Regions from separate parts of the Zea mays genome. Here region 1 is linked to region 2. A link is a contact called in public Hi-C data. All regions are on one chromosome and are shown on one strand. The core of a region is the stretch at or near the end of the contact, and the rest is flanking DNA. Distances in the headings are between cores, read along the strand shown. Region 1 holds the start of LOC100501255. Region 2 has its middle 15 kb from the start of LOC118476980.

What was found. A called contact is a pair of places that touch in the nucleus more often than the background predicts.
Region 1: a Hi-C map of leaf mesophyll shows a contact between it and region 2, with 5 times the contacts expected there. The contact joins the promoter of LOC100501255 here to the enhancer-like site in region 2. A contact is called at or near these places in 2 of 25 Hi-C or Micro-C datasets (leaf mesophyll and tassel).

The regions. Positions count from the first base shown.
Region 1 is chr4:171,956,057-171,961,715 of Zm-B73-REFERENCE-NAM-5.0, reverse strand. It overlaps LOC100501255, which reads right to left and starts at 3,124. Exons shown (of 2, transcript NM_001196024.1): 1 at 2,223-3,124; 2 at 1,077-1,332. The coding sequence starts at 2,936. The coding sequence ends at 1,288. It overlaps LOC100193248, which reads right to left. Exons shown (of 4, transcript NM_001138397.2): 4 at 5,498-5,659.
Region 2 is chr4:171,274,737-171,279,912 of Zm-B73-REFERENCE-NAM-5.0, reverse strand. No RefSeq gene overlaps it. Among protein-coding and RNA genes, the nearest start is that of LOC118476980, 15 kb to the right of the region's middle. Within about 2 kb of position 1,577, at least 17 of the 20 cell types and tissues checked have an H3K27ac peak or open chromatin away from gene starts, as enhancers often do. A contact at or near this core is called in leaf mesophyll and tassel, where this site is marked.

The DNA of each region.
Region 1 (5,659 bases), core at 1,875-4,374, 680 kb before region 2:
TTTAGAGGGTTCTGTAAAGGACAGAGAATATTCCTTTAGGGGATAGAATTTAGGGGACGTTGCTGGAGACAGCCTTAGGGTCTACCGACGCCAACGAGAGATTGGGCGATTTCTCGTCATCGGGACGCTAGATGTTTTCTAGTATACGGCGGCGCTGGGTTTACTTCGAAGGTGAAAGCATTGGCTTTCACTTTCAGGACAACTTGTGTCTAGGTTAATATAGCGTCTGTTGACCGAAGCTATAACTAGCGAAAGTTGACGGCTTTCGATCAGGGCGCGAGTTCATTCCAGACTCCGTCCGTTGACCGAGTCCGAAATTCATATCTAACGCAACGAACTATGCATTGCGAGGGCGGCAGGTGAGGTTCTGAGAAGTGAGAACATCCCTGAGCCTGAGGACCGAAGCGATCGCAGGGAGTCCAGAAGATGTCTGGGATGGCCTTGTTTGTTTGAAGAAGCGCGGCACGCATGTTACTCTTGACTTGGGGGCGCATTGTATATATAGTACACTGTACACGCTCCTACGGGTTGTAGGTCTAAGGTCAGATCATACTGCTTGTCATGTGAAGGTTTACAGGTGACTGGCGGCAATATATCTTTTATCCAAGCCCGCACCGCATGGTCGGTGTGGCGAGAAGAGACCGCACGACTTGTGCAGACGATGCTCTTGCTCTTGCTGCTTGCATGTGCAAGAGGAATTCAGTTGAGCAACGCCTCCCAATGATTCTCCAACAGACGGTCCACCAGCTTACTAACTCTCAAGGAACCATTCAGCGTAGAGCGGCTGTTATACATATCCTTTTTTTTTCGTTTTCAAAATCATGCAGAGATGCATATGCACACGCGCCTCTTCCTACGACGAAGCTGCCCCCAATGGCAACCAGAGCTGACTGGAATAATTGGCCTTGGCAATGTAGCACATAACGCACCGTAGTGGTGACTGGTGAGACAACAGGAAGGAACACACAATCAGAGAGAGAGAGAGAGAGAGAGAGGTTCGAGAAGAAGGCGGAAGGAAAACATACTGACGGTATAAGTAACACGGTGTCAGTCAGTCAGATCACTGGAGCAAGGTGAATCGGAAGCCATCGGGCGGCTTCTCATCTTCAAACCATACTTTGTGTTTCGCTCGGATATGAGCGGCTGAAGGAGTACAGCGCGCCCGCCTGGAGATAAGTTTACAATTCCTCGTCTCCTGGCCTCACGATCACCAAACATGCTTTGCGACAGTACATTGAAGAAGAAGGAAAAAAAAGGGAGTGTTAACTCGCTTCGGCGAAGCCCAGGTCACGCTATCAGCTCGTCCGGCAACTCTACGAACCGCGCCTTTTTCTGAAACACGGAAACGAAGCCTCAATTAGCAACGAGGGGTGGGGCGGGGGGGGGGGGGGGGGGGGGGGGGAGAAATAGTCAGCTATGCACAGGGGCATAGCCGCACAATCATTTGCAGGCAGGCGTAACCAACCACCATCAGCTCTTTTTCAACCGCAAGATATCCAACTATTGTAGTAGCGCGAACATGACAAAGCAGCTTCGTTTTCGTTGTGCAATTGTACCTCACTGTTTGAAACGGCCGTTTATTTAGCTTGTTTGAACTTTAAACAGCCGTTTCGCCTGTTTAAGTGGCCGTTTAACGTTTAGATAGAATAGAATAGCACTGATTGTGTCCTACTTTTGTCAAAACTTCTCCAGCTGCCACTGGAGAATGCTATCGCGTTCCTGCACCCAGCGCACTCGTGTTCGTTGTTCCCCGCAATCAGCGGAGAGCAGCAGTTTCGCGTCCACTTATTTTTTTCTTTCTTTCTTTCTTTCTTTCTTTTTACACAAGCTAGCTGCCTTTAGTGCCCCCACTGTGAGACAGGCTACGTGTTCTCTGCAACTACAATGAAACTGCATCTGAAATGCAATGCTGCCATGTTAACCCTCGCTCGTGCCTAGCGCGAGCATGCATTCGCACTAGCTGGATCGGAAGAACCGGTGCCGGGCGCGGCCGATGATCTAACAAAACGAGTGATCATGAGAAGCAAGGCGATCTAGAAACAAATGGGCGTTCTACAGTTTCAGTTTTCACAAGGGGTGGAGAGGTCGAACGGATCCCAACCCACGTTTCTCTGCCGCAGCGTGCAGATCTTACGGTGTTCATTGGTGTGGGAATGGGAACAAACAATAATGCAATGCACGTGGGGGGATGGGGGGTTAAATGTAGATACGGACGAAATTACCTCGTTGGTGCGTGGCAGCGTGGGCCACCGCTGCGGCGGCGTCTTGGCCGGCGCCGGCGCCGGCGACGGCAGCATGAACCGGGCGCCCCACTCCGGTGTCTTGGCGAACCTAGGGCTGCGCAGGATCCCGGGCCGCGGGCGGTCCGGGGTGGCCCGGGCGCTGGCGTGCGCGTCGCCCGCCACGGCCGCGCCGCAGAGCTCCATGATCTTGGCGGCGGCCTCGGCGGGGTCCTTGCTCTCGCCCATGAGCTTCTCCACCTGCGCCCGGGGGAGGCGCATCTTGAGGCGCACGGGCGTGGCGCCGCCGCCGCCGGGGAGCGGGGAGGCGGGGGCCGACGCGGAGGCGTGGGCGGGGGCGGGGAGCGAGGAGAGGTCGGAGGTGGAGCGGCGCGCGAGCTTGAGCGACTCGAGCCGCTCGCGGGCGCCGACGTTGAGGTTGCCCGACCAGGCGCGGCGCATGGGCCCCCCCGCGGGCGCGCGGCGCGGGAGCGCGACGAGGAAGTAGAGCCGGCCGCGGCGGAGCGGCGCGTCGGGGGCCAGCGGGCGCGCGCGGGCGCCCAGGAGCTTGACCTCCTCCGACTCGAGCAGCTGGAAGCCCGGGTGGTCCCGCAGCACGTCGGCCGCCGCCGCCGCCGGGGGCTTCACGCGGAAGGAGGTGCCGTCCAGCTGCATCACCTTGGCGCTCTTGCGCTTGCCCCCGATGCTGTTCCCCATTGCGGGTGGCGGACGAGGTGGTGGTGCGGTGGCGTCGCTGCCGCTGTCCCTGCTGCGACTTGCGAGGGGGCGAGAAGGTGTGGTCTGTGTGTGTGCGGGTCTGCGGGGCGCGGCGGCGAGGGTCCCAATTTTAAAAGGGGGCGGAGTCAGAGGAGAGGAGAGGAGAGGGAGGCTCGAGGAGGTGAAAGTGCCCAAGGTAGTGGGTGTTCCTCTTTCTTTGTGTGTGTTTTTCACCTTTCTTCTTTTTTTTTTCCCCTTGTCGTCGAGACAGACGTTGTTAAGGGTGCGTGATTTGAGGGTGGTAAAGCTCCCCATACAAGTGAACAGGTATCTGAGTGTCGCCGATTAGCAGGACATGCCCCACCGGTTGGACCTATGGGGCTTGCTTTCTTTGTCTCGTAACACCGACGGGGTGGCGCAGCCAAAGTTGGTCACGGTCTCACTTATCCTCTAGTACGATCTTACCGCTTTAAGATCCGATTGACCAGATTTATTTTACGATTCCAGTAACTATATTATGATTCTGTAATTTTTTCGTCCAAACATCTAATATATCATGTTTTTTTATAATAATGGCACAGAGAGTTTTAACAAGTTTTAATCCTTTTTTGTCCATGGACTATACTTCGGAACTATGTTGTGTAATAAAGCGGTCGGAACTATGTTGTTTTATAACTGAATACATGCATCTGAAAACGGTGACTGCGCAGGAACCAGCAAAATAAGTAGATCACAATGAGGTGATAGATAGGCTATAGATTTATATATGGCCAAAATCTGGAGGCGTTAATAGCCTTTACTCTTAAATAAACTAAAATCCAACCATCATTTTATTTTATTTCGCATGCATTTTGTTCCTTCCTGTCTTTTTTTTATCTGGAGTGGAATCGAATCATCCTCTCTTTGAATTTCGAGCCTAAACAGAGAGAGGGTCACCATTCCCCTTCAAAACGTAGAAACCTTTTTTTTTGTTGCGTTATTTTCTACGTTTTTTCTGTAAAAAATAAGCTGATCCATCCTTGTACCGCAAGGTGCCAACAAACTGATAGTTTCATCCACGGCCACACAAAAAGTTGTATCCAGCAGTCAGCAGATGGATTATGTATATAGCCATAGAAAGCACTGTTTTTGTACAGTAGACATTATTGCTTATTGAGAGAGTGAAGTTTAAAATGGTAATTATTGTTTATAGATTGAAGTTTAAAATGGAAATTATTGTTTATAGAGTAAAGTGTAAAATGGAAAAATGGAATGAAAGACGGGAGACAGCCTAACATGGACCACTAGACAAGATGTGCGTTGGTGTGAACATTCAGTTATCTATGTATTGGGTCGCTGGACGCCGTTTACACACGCCGTTCATGTTTTGTATGCACTGTTTGTGTACTTTAATATCGATCATAATCCACATATATTGAAATAGATTGAGATATAAATTAGTTTAAGCTACACTCAATACTAGACCGGAACGGGTGTGGTGTAAACACGGTCAAATTCCATAGATCTCCTAGTCCTCTCGGCACGCGTGACAAGACGTACCTCAGGTCAATGGTTCCTGGTAGGTAGTAAACGGATGGGGCTTCGCTTCCCTTTGCTTTGCATGGGAAAGCAGACCGCATCCATCTCCTGTGCTGGTGCTGCTCACGAAAGGGTAAGCGTGGCGGCCTAAAGCTAGCGCACGATCTTGACAACTCCGGGTATCGTATCAAACGGTTCGCTCTTTTTGTCCGTTTGCTCGGAACCCCTACCCTACTCATTCGTGTGCCTATCCAGTTTGCTCGGCACCATGATGGCCTTGGCCTGCGTGTGTGAAAGGGCCCCTTTTTTATTTTCTTATTTTTTCGTGTGACTCTAAATTATTGCGAGGATTATGTTGATAATGCCCAGATAATCAGGTGTGATCGTCCTTTTCTCCTGCTCATTGTTTGGTACAGCGCTACGGTACGAAACTATAATACACTCTTCCAGCTCCTAATCTTTTCCATGGACATACATACACCACAAGAGTACAAGACTAAAGAAGAGCATCTGGAGCGTAGCGACAACTGATGAGACGAAGTTTCACGAGTGGTGCGCACACGTGTTTTTGGTCTCTTCTCCTCGAGTCTGAGGACTGAAGACATCGTCGCATGAAAGCGAGTCGCTAACTCACACCAGCAGTACAGAACGTACCTATCACCTTTGCATCAGAGTGCTGGACCATTTGACTCCCGTGATATGGTCCACGAGTGATGCAAGCAAGATGCTCTTAGCGCAGGTAGTACCATGGCAATCGGTTTAGTTGCCACGGATCCAATTCATCGGCATCCTTCTCTGTGAACCAGTCTGAGCTTTTGCCAAGATATCGGATACTAAACTAAACGCAGGTAGGAGTAATGGAGCATAGAATCATCATTACCGCGCTGCTTTTCTTACCAGGTCGCCTTGCTAATCATGTCCAGTCCAGGGGAGAGCATTTTGGCACCAACAAGTTAATGCTGAAGGTAGCCCCAGGAATTAAGTGCTGATGGTACCAGGTTGATGTCAGGTTGATGTCTTGAAGACAAAGGAGTCATAATAATAATATAAGTAGAAAATTTCGATGGCGACCGAGGTAATTCCCACACCGCGAGCTTTTGAAAAAGCTCGAATCAAACTACACGCAGACATGAGCTGACAGAACGAACAAGCGTTTGGTCTTGCTCCTCTGACTGAAACGAACTTATCACCAACCCCACCGAAAT
Region 2 (5,176 bases), core at 328-2,827:
CGTCACTACGAGATTGTAGGTTCGAGAATGACTAAAATCGGAGTTAGGGTTAACAAGATATGGTTTTGTGAAGTTCTTAGGTGATTACACAATAGAACTATATTCTATGTTGATTAATATAGATCATGTGAGAAAGACAACCCAAGGAAATAACTAATTTTTACCTTAATCTAAGTTATAACTTGATTAGAGGTTACATTTTAGTCAAATTATAGATTAACTTGGATTAGAAGGATTAATCCACTAAGCATAGGTTAAATGAATATCTATTTTTGAAAACATGTTATCTGATAAAATAATGTTACGAAAGTGTAGGCATTATTATTACGAAGTCAACACAATTTGAACAGATTAAATCGGAGTTACAGTGCAAAAGTTATGGGCTAAATAAGTTTTACGAGTTATTTGATATTAGTTTTACACCTAAAATTGCTTCTAGGGGTGTTTCTGCAAATTGCAGAGATCTGAGTGCAAGGGTTTCCCCACGGCCGAGGATGGCAGTTTCTATTACAAAGAAGCTCGGGGTTACATCTGCAAAGTTCAAGGCCTAAATGTATTACTCTTTACATAATGGTGGACTGCGGGTTGATTAGAGAATACTATAGGGGCTCTTTACTAAAAGTACCACAACTGCATGACGCGCGTTCACAGAGGCCATCCGATCAAGGATCTACGGTCGAGAGTAAAAGCGAAGGGGTACGCGATTGCGGCTCTTGGATCTGCGATCTATGCCCCACCACCCTCCATGCCTTGATCTAAAACTATCACTCCGATCCAAATTCGACGACACGGATTTAAAACATCGAAGCGATACCTCTACTTCTAATCTAAGTCGTTTATTACATGATCAACGATTCACTGATATCCCCATTATCCCTCTCGCCCACGGCTACCTCCACGGTGGCCAGCAAAGGCGGCGTCGAGCTCCCCACGGTGGAAAGCTCGCCGGCGCACGGCCAACCAGCGACCCCGCACCCTAAACTCACGAACAACAAATGCTACACGACGCAGAGAGCCAATCGAACAAAGACTGTGATGTCTTATCGGTGGGAGAAGATGTCAGCAGGTCCGACCATGGTGTACGGTGGGCTAAAGACGGAGCTCGGTTGATGGCAGGGGCACGGGTTCCCAACAACGACCCAATATCTCAAGCTCGCTCTCCTTCAGTTCAACGTTGGTGCGGCTCCCACGAGCTTTCCTGAACTCCTGGACCGCATGTCGGGAACGGAACGACGGCGAGGTCGAGCTCCGCTGCGACCGGTCCCCCATCTCTCTCATCACAACCAATGGTTCGGCCACGGCTTGGCTTACTTGATGGATAAGAGGGTAGCAGCACCACCATTTTTATACCCCATGGCATCTGAAGTCCGTGCAGAGCAAGAAACGGACGACGAGGTTTCAGGCAGATTATGCTCCTGACTGTTACGACACGGGTTCTCAACAACCAGAGGATGAGGATAACTCTGACGGGCTAACCCCACCAGGCGGTGATCCTAGGAGCCCAGGCACGGTGAGTCTCATAGGCATGCATGCCATATGACGTCAGCGGCTCAATGCAACGCACGTGAAACAGGGTGAGCGGCTGCTCAGCGGGCCCCACATGTCGGTACCAGGGTTCAGCTGCTGGGCCGCGTGGTAGGGGTTGGTAGACTAGGCCGAGAGGAGGTTTGGGCCCGAGAACTGTAGAGGTTCTTCTTCCCCCTTTTTTAAAATTTCTATTTCCTATTTTAAATTGGATTCAAATTTAGATCTGAGTTTGGATTTTTTTCTATTTCAAACAAAATGTACAATCAGAATGATGCACCAATATATTTTGTATTATTTATTCCATTAGACAAATGCTCTTAAATATATAGAATTCAATCATATAAAGTATTTCACCACCTATTTAATTAAGAAAATAGTTTAAATGCATAGCTAAAATTTGTTATTTACCATTTATTCAGATTTAGGAAACTATCTCTAATTCATAAATTTATTAAAAGACAATTTAAATTTTAAATCTCTAAAGAATTTCCTTAAATCTCAAAATTATGATTTTGGGTGCTAAATGGAGATAGTAAAATATATTAGAAAGTACATATTAGAGGGAATGGTTGGAGAAACCGAGAAAGCCCTATATAGTATAAAAACCGATGACCAAAACCAATAGCAGTGTATCATATAAATAAAAGGAATACATGCTTCCTATGCACATTTTATCGAAAAAATAATTATCATCCTGTTACGTTGGTAACAAATGATGCATGCATGTCGGCTTGGGGATAACGGGACGACAATTGTAAATTTTGTCGTGCCTAGGCTACGAGCACCACATTTTCTATGCTGACTTGTTTAGAAACTCCTCAGTTTTTTTAAAAAACTAACAGGCCCTAAACGATGGTCATCCATCTCATCAGTCAACCAGTTATATCTGATTACAACGTGCTTACTTCTTCCCTAGGCGCGGGTAAGGTTGGACAAAAAACCCATATCCTAAACCCGTATTACCCGAATCTAAACTCATATCATCCGAAACCTGCTTTTTATATAGAAATTTCGAGTGTTAATTTTAAAAACCTGAATTTATTTTGGATAATTTGTGTACCACCCTCGGGTATCCCAAATACTCGAACCTTAAGGGCCCAATCTGGCAGCAGTACCGCACAGCCCATGACTCCCAGCCTAACTTATGGCCCAAAGGTTGAAAGGTAGTAGCAAGCAGGCAACAGCAACCTAGCCCAGTGTCGCTGTCTCGCCTAGGAAACAGCAACCCCATCCCCATTCCACAGGCCCACCGCCGGCCCTCGCCCTGTCCCTGTTGGCGTGCTTCGTTCTCCGCTAGGTTAGTTTTAAAAGCATGCAACTGTTGAGAACTACGTTACCACGGATCACCAGATCCGCACCCTTCCCTCCCGTCAGCAGATTAGGCGTGAGAAGTCGTGGAAGACCTGTATCCATTCCCAGAAGCACGACAGTGAAACACACGAGACACAAGATGTAGGGTTGGGCCTCTGGCCTCTTTCTCTTCTCTATCATATGATGGGGTATACAGGTTCCTTATATAGAGATGTGAGACCACTCAGAGGCAAAGCCGGTATTTGCCCACATAACCCTAACTAGGGTTACTTAACACTCTCCCTTAGGCGAATACCACGACCAACACATACCTCGTTAAAACTCCGAAAAACCCCAGCGGGAAAAATATGGAGAAAGAGTGCATGGTGATACAAATTGCATTTGCACTTTGTTGCCTCGTTAAAAATCTCATGTGAGAAACTTCAAGAAAACTCACCAAGGGAAAAGAGTACAACAACTGTCATCGGGATAGATTTCGATCCTCTAGGATCTAGATTCTATTGAATCTTCTACAATGGCTAACTTTAGAAATGTGCTCCCCTTGATCCTTGCAAAACCGTATCAATAAGGCAAAACATCTTCTGAAAGTATATGCACATAAAGATTTAGCAAATGGATTGTATATCCTTGCAAGGACTATTTCAGGAACTTTACCTCTACTCACTTCTAGGATATACGAGGTAAATGCACGTATCAATATAAATAAGCCACTTTGACTGATGGTGTTCGATCGACTGGATCTATATATTTGATAGAAAGTTCCATAAAGGTTCACATATTGATCATCAAGCTCACGCCTTCAGGGCATAGAATAGGACATTTATTGTCTCATGATTGTGATCAATATAAGCATTCGCTCCCCCTGACGATGACATCTGTCAAAGTCGTTATCCCTCATAACTCAAGCATATTCTTCAAGATATATGTCTCATTGTTCATCTAGAATAACGAGAATGGATGAGGTTGGGGTGCTATCATTTTCTATCTTACACCACAATTTATACATAGTTGTGCAAAGCAAGTAACATGTCCTTCAATAAGACTTAGGGATAATATAGTTGCAATAGTACATATTCTAAATATGACACGTCGCTCCAGGCGTTCATCCATTGCAACATCTATGATGGTGAAACAAAAGTCCATCAAAGATCGTAATCCATCAGGGATTTTTCATCGATCAGATATATCGTTATAGTCTGTCATTCTGGCACAATGGGGATATTTTGCCAGTAACACCTAAACCTTATAGGTTTATGCCATCATGGCTTTAGAGGATACCGTAATTCCACATCTAGTGGAAAATACCATGAGTAAAGATCATGGAATGCACATGTGCTTATTCGGTGAACTTCAAGTCCTTTGGTACCTCATCTTATTCCTTTTTGGGTCTGTATGGGTCTTTATCCCTTTATAGGGATTATCAAACTTTGGTGTTTAACACATACTTTGTTTCTTCTGGAAAGGTTCCATCAAGGAACTATAATCTCATCTAGGAGATATTCTCTCTATATATGAGAGTGCTCATTCGTTAGGAATGTATTATTCGGTATGAGATTTATATGTTGCATATTTATAATTCAAAGATATGAGTCCTCCTAGGATCTCATGACGGATCTTCAGAATCCTATTAACTGCATATTATAATTCATGCCATTTGCCAGATATATTACATAGCAAAACTGTGTTTATTCAACACATATGTGGGATGGGTCTCTCACTAAACCACTTGAACCATCGCATTCACCACACATTATTTCAATAGTGCCCATAAATGTTCGAACTTCAAGCTCGCGACTTTCATTTTGCGATTCTTGGTTCAGCCTTGATTGCATTTATCAATGACCCGATAAGAGAGCTTAAAGCACTCATGCCTAGGACTTTGTTTTGGATCCATTTGCAATCTAGAGAGGCAATATAGGTGTCGACATATTTGTCTCCCACATTTAATAATGATCTCCGTTATTTCCCAAAACGAAAGATTCATTGTTCCATATTCCCAGCACAATGATATTGCGTGTATTGCTAGGAATTTCATCATCAAGATGAACCTCTCAGTGAGGCAAATCACCAGCAGGGTGAATTAATCGGAGCAGAGTTATTATAGACCACGTGAATCTGCAATCAGAACATATACTTTGACTAAGGCCAATGGATCATGTTCGCAGGCGTCCCCAAGAATAGATCAAATGCCAATAAGTCAAATGTGGATATGATATTAATCCCAGGTATATCCACATCTACATCAGGTAGAAGCATTCAAACCAATATGGTTACTCCTCAACGATTTCTGGCAAACTCCATATACACAGGAGTACACACCGAACGGCAGGTTCAGTTT